2 separate regions of the Siniperca chuatsi genome follow, and region 1 is linked to region 2. Evidence: chromatin contacts called from public Hi-C data. All regions are on one chromosome and are shown on one strand. Each heading gives the region's core, a stretch centred on a gene start, on an enhancer-like site or on the middle of the called end of the contact. The rest is flanking DNA. Distances are from core to core; before and after follow the strand shown. Region 1 holds the start of foxo3b (forkhead box protein O3B). Region 2 overlaps sesn1 (sestrin-1).

The links. A called contact is a pair of places that touch in the nucleus more often than the background predicts.
Region 1: a Hi-C map of an unstated tissue shows a contact between it and region 2, with 9 times the contacts expected there. The contact joins the promoter of foxo3b here to the enhancer-like site in region 2. A contact is called at or near these places in 2 of 3 Hi-C or Micro-C datasets (skeletal muscle and an unstated tissue).

The regions. Positions count from the first base shown.
Region 1 is chrLG16:17,349,686-17,352,713 of ASM2008510v1, forward strand. It overlaps foxo3b (forkhead box protein O3B), which reads right to left and starts at 1,762. Exons shown (of 4, transcript XM_044168483.1): 1 at 1,417-1,762; 2 at 353-1,053. The coding sequence starts at 898.
Region 2 is chrLG16:17,217,067-17,220,184 of ASM2008510v1, forward strand. The region is part of intron 2 of sesn1 (sestrin-1); the gene reads left to right. Among protein-coding and RNA genes, the nearest start is that of sesn1, 13 kb to the left of the region's middle. Within about 2 kb of position 1,640, the one cell type or tissue checked has an H3K27ac peak away from gene starts, as active enhancers do.

The DNA of each region.
Region 1 (3,028 bases), core at 512-3,011, 130 kb after region 2:
ATAAGTGCAAGACATCACGTTTTGGTCAATTTATAAGAAAACTATATGTAGGTCACCAAACCCCACGCTGCTTAAAGAGATTAATGATCTTAAATGCCTCCCTGTTGTGATTTTTTTCTCATTTGCTGGACGTTATCTGACTGATCTGTAATTTCCATTAGAATGATAATGAGAGGTATAATGAGTGCCAGACTTTCCAAATAGACACTCGTAAAAACACTACTGCGCTGGCATAATTGTGTGCGTGTCTGTTCGTGTGTGTACGTCAGTGGGTTTACAAGCCACATGCTTTTTGTTTTTGTTTTGATGGAAGAAGGAGGGGGGCTGGGTGGGTGAGTGGGACGACTCTTACCTTCCATCCTGCAGAGCTGTTGCTGTCGCCTTTGTCTTTGAAGTAGGGGATGGATCTCACCATCCAGTCATAAATTTGGGACAGTGTCAGTCTCTTGTCCGGCGCGCTCTCAATGGCTTTGGTTATCAGGTCGGCGTAGGAGAGATTCCCCCATGCGTTACGACGAGACGATGCTTTCCTCGGCGTCTGCTGGGCAGCCAAGCTGCTGGGGGTCAGCGCGCCAGAGGTGGCCGTCGGGGAGTGCGTGGAGAGCGGGGAGCCTCCGCTCTCCTGGCCGGGGGAGGAGAGCGCTCCATCGGCTATGGGGCTGTTGCTGCTCTGGTCCTCTGTTGCCAAACCAGAGCCATGGACACTGGTGGCATTATCCTCCTCCTCATCCTCTTCCTCGGGTATGATATCTGTGTCATTGCTCTCCGGTTTCACCGCGTTCGAGTCCGGTCGTGGCAGCGGCCAGGTGCAAGATCTGGGCCGCTTCTGTGGCTCAAAGTCCGGGTCGATGACCACGTCCAAGTCCGGGAGTGGGTCGGGGAACGGAGCCTCAGCCATTATCTCCTGCTCCAGTCACAATCTCGCCCCCGCTGCCAGGTAATAAAGTTACAAGACAAGAAATGAAGAGCTGTCAAAGTCGCGTCCCATGAATGCGCGCTCCCGTCCTTTGTTGCTATTCCACACCAGCGAAGTCCCAACAGGGCCAAGAGCAACTGTTGAGGACATGAAGAAAGAAAAAATAAAGCCAACACATTCGCTTAAAGCCAAGTTAAAATACAGGATAAAAGATACACTACACTGGCTGCGTGTGTACATTTAACCTATTTCTGTCAATGAAGCTACAATAAACTAGCCTACTTCTGAATTAAACAAACATATTTCAATGAAGCTATGCGCCTCTCTGAGCTTCACTTCATTATAAAACACTACTTGCTCATGAATAGGAGCTCTACACAAAACCCCGTCCTGATGCAAGGGTCTGAATCCACCCACTGGAGATCAATGGCTGAGGAGAAAGTGCTCAAACCTCATCTCTCTGGGAAATAAATCCGCTCTGAACACTTTAAATGAAATACCTTGTACGGCCTGTCACTTGCGCTCCGTGGTACAAAAAAAACCCCAGAAGAGACTAAATCCCGGATTGTCCACGGCCACTTCCAGATGCCATCTTGACTCTCTCCTTTTTCACTCCTCAAGTGCGCTCTGCGATGTACAGACAGATAGGATGTACGCAGGGCAAGTCAGTGTCGATGTGGAATAAGACTGCCACCTCACTCTGAGTATTACTGTATCTCGATGTGCTCTCCACACAGCGCTGCACACACGCGCTCACACACATACATACACACGCACACACTTACGTTCACACACAGACACGCGCATGCAAGTCGATCAAGGGCCAGCCCCCTGGATCCTGTGCATGGGATCGCCTTTTAAAGAGACACTGCAGTGAGTCCAACAGGACGGAGCTGTCTGTACGCAGGTGGAGGCTGGGACACGTCCTGACATGTTGGTGACAGGCAGAGAAATAGAGGGACACAACAGAAGAAGAAAAACGGAACCATTAAAGTCGATTAATGTATTCATTTTACAAAGATTTTCACTGTCACAGGTAAAAGGGATGTTTACATGTCCAACTTTAGTTTGCAGAGTACATCTTGGTGAAACTGGCACTACAGGTGTGCTACAGGTTTCTACTTTGTTAGAATCCATTAATGTAAATTTTTTAAAAAGCTGTCTAGGGCTGCAACTAACAATTATTTTCATTATCAATTAATCTGTCAGGTATTTTCTCCATTAATAAATGTGTTTATATATATATATTTTTTTTACATTTTATGGACCAAAAAAAAGTCCATCACAGTTTTCCAGAGGCAGCAACCAGTGAACTTTGTACATTTTTGCTTAAAAAACGACTCAAAATGGTGCTGATTTTCTGTCAATCAACTAATCGATTGTTTCCCCCTCTAAAACAGATTTTAACAGTTAATTACAGTGTTGTAATAGAAATTGTGCTTTCAAAAAGATTGTCATTGTTATATGTTACTGACATCATGATGGTGCTTAACGGTAAAAACATTTGGAACATAATATCACATATTCGGATTTTAGCTTTAACATCCATATAGATTTTTTATTCATATCACTCTTGTTGCCTCATTGCTATGGCTGATTGTGCCTTTAATCAGCGAACCAGGTTGTCAATCATGTCTGTTACGGCGCTCAGGCCACGCCCCCTTTCCGGAGCCCGTTCCACCTCGCTCCGGATGACGTCATCCCGTGTATTAGCCAGAGATAAAGGAGAGCAATCCTAGATGGTTTCTCCATCCTGTAAGTGATGCTCTCGACCTCCCTCCCTCCTCCTCCATCTCCTCCACCTTGACTGGATCAAAACAGCCTCGTCCACATCTTCTTTGTTTCACCGAGGGCTGCTTGCCGTGCAAGGTGCGCGTCCATTTGCGCGTGCTCGCGGTTTCTGTGCAGGAATGCGCGTTCACAGCTGACCATAACAAGATACAGTATCACTTCAGTATTACTGCATTGATTTATGGTGGGTCTGTGGTAATGAAATGTTAATTTTAGTTTTGATTTGACATCACAATAATATATTATTATTTTAGGATATCCTATCATGTATTATTTGTTTTGGGCATGGGTAAGTACATTTCCTGCATTGTAGTCTATTAA
Region 2 (3,118 bases), core at 390-2,889:
ATGACATGTCACAGTAAAAGCAAAGGTGTAAATAATAAAATGAATGATGGCTGAATTCCATTTAGCTGCTTCAGTTTCAGGGTTAACTGGGACACTTTTAATAGAACGAAGCCATCGTTAATGTTAATAATAAGACCTGTGGTTTTTTTCTGTAACTTTCTGAAACTGACAAACTGATTGGCCAGCTGTGCGGATGTGAAAAAGTAAGCTGGGTTTGAACTTCTCTCTCAAGCTCTCTTTTTTTCTTTCTTAACACAGCTATTTCTGTTACTTTTTGTGTTTACAAATGAGTATGAATGAATGATTGATTTCCAGGAGAGACTGTCCAAAAGTGAGCGCCATTATGCCCATATTTAAACAATTATCACATCTCACCCCTCTCTATGAAAGCAGTCTTTTCGCTCAGTTTTGAGTGTGGCTGTAAAGAACAGAGCCGCTGGGGTTTGGGTCACACTTCATATGAACTAGTTCTTCTCGATTCCCTGGCCATTACGAGCATGTATGTGATTTACGCCTTGGTTTTGTCTGTCTGGCTACATATAGCTACAGGCACTTTTATACATTGCAGGTAAAAAAAAGAAATCCTGTTTATATTTTGATTTACAGTTGATATTCTCCTATAAAAACACTGCAATTGAACATCAGTCAAAGTTAGCAGTGAAGAACATAGCTCTTTGTACTTACAATACAAATACAACGCTATTTATTATAAAGTCTCTATCAAGTAAACTAAACATGATTTTTAGCAGGGTTAGTGCAATAATAATACACATACATACATACATACATACATACATACATACATACATACATACATACATACATACATACATACATACATACATACATATAAATAAATACCTTTTTGTTTGAAGAACCTCTGACTTTATTGTGCCCCTCCTACTTCTGAAACCAAACCTACGCCCTTGTTTATTTCTGTAGGCTTTTGGATATCCTGAGGGAGTATTCAAACAGCGACGCGCACACACACACACACACACACACACACACACACACACACACACACACACACACACACACACACACACACACACACACACACACACTATCCAACAAAATAAACCTGATATAGAAATGGCTGCATATCACCCCACTTACCTTATACACTCGGCCTCTGGTCTCGGACACTTTCATCTATCGACTTGTGTGCCATCTGTTGAGGATTCATTTGATTGAATTCATAAATTAATGATGAAGGTTATTGTCTAGTGGATGCAGTATTTGAAAAAAAATCAATATATGCCTTTTATCCTCCACCCTCTTACTCTTTAATACTCCGCCTTTTACTTGATGAAACAGAATGGCCCATTGAGTGGTTTTATCACTCACACAGCATATTGAGGGACTGAAGCAGCTGCAGTTCACCTGTGTGGACACAGGGGGGTGCTCTGTACCAGTCTGTAGTCTGCTTTTGCTCTCCTCTCAAGTTGCTGGATGGGAATTTTCCATGCACTGGGCTGAATGCATGCAATGTTGCGCATGATTTTAATTTTTTCCTTTTGCCCTGGTCACTGGGTATTTATCCAATATGTATGTATGTATGTATGTATGTACGTGTGTGACTTTTTCTATGTGTTTATGTCATGTGTGGATCTGTCTGCCTTTGAATGTGAGTGAGTGTGTGTGTGTGTGTGTGTGTTTACATGTCTTGAGAGATTTGAGCATGCAGGATTTAGAGGCATCTGCAGATCAGGTCACAAAGCATGAATAGCCCAGTGGCTGCAGTCCAGGCCTCAGTCTGAGGTAGCCCCTATTAGGATACAAACCACACAGGCTCAACACCGGCCTTAACCAGCTGGAATACACAAACAAAATATTAGGGCCACTCGCTCCTGCTCAGATCAGGAAATATTGTGTAACCACCAAAATGGAGTTTCTCCATTTCAGAATGGAGTTTAGTCTGAATCCAGGTGAAAAGCTGTAATTCTTTATTGATTTAACTCACTATATCTGCTTTGACTTGAGCAGAAGATGCTACTGAACAACAGTAGTTGATCAATAGAAAATTATTTGTCATCAGTTTTGATGATCGATTGATTGTTTAAGTCAAGCAAAAATGCCAAACATTGAATCTAGCCTCTGCAATGTAAAGATTTGCTGCTTTTTTCTGTTGAACGTAATTGAAAACTGAATATCTTTTGGTTTTAGACCATTGATTGGACAAAATAAACAATTTGAAGGTCTCACCTCGAGGTCTGGTAAATTGTGAGGGATTTTTCATTGCTTTGACAATTTATAGACCAAATGATTCTTTGATTTATTGACAAAATTGTTAACAGATTAGATTGTTGCACCTCTTAACAACACAGGTTTAGGGATTTTGAGAATTGGACTGCCATAATGGGTGTGTATGTCAGAAATAATGAGACTAAATGTAAATATCAAGATGTATTATATCTTTTCTGCCTATGCATTCGTCAGTGATGTGTCAGTATATTTGATTGTGTAGGCTCCTTGTGAGTTTAAAGGCACCGAAGTGCCTTTAGTCTATAAGGAAAAATGTCAAACATGCAGCAGTACACGCACAGTGCTCACAAGGGCTTGTTCACCTCTGTGCATCCAATCTTGCAAAGACCCCACACTTTGAGACATGAACTTAGCTGTGTCAGCACCTGATGGATTGTTTCCCATTGCAGGCATTGTGTGCTGCTGTTCACCGAATGGTGTTGCTTCAAGCTTTGCCCAGTGCAGTGTTGGCTTAGGCCTGGCTACGGTGTTGTTTCAGCGTGTGTGGTATTGTTTCAGGCCCAGTGTGGAGTGGTTGAGGCCGGGTATTGTGCTCTCTTCTCGGGGGGTATTGTCCTGGGCTGATGTATGTGTGCTTGTTTATGTTACAGGCCAGTTTGTCAGGACGGTGACAGTTTCATGCTACGGGACCTCCGCATTCCCACAGTCGAGCTCAGCTCTTTTGCTCTAAAGCCAGGCCAAAGTGTGAGTGTGTGTGTGTGGTAGCGACACGAAGGGAGAGAGTGTGTGTCTGCATGTGTGATTGACATGCAGTGTCAATGCACGAGTGAGTTTGTTTCACAGTGTTTACTTAGGGTAGGAAAACACACTCCCTCACGTTGACCAATGTGTCTGCCCTAAATTTGGACAT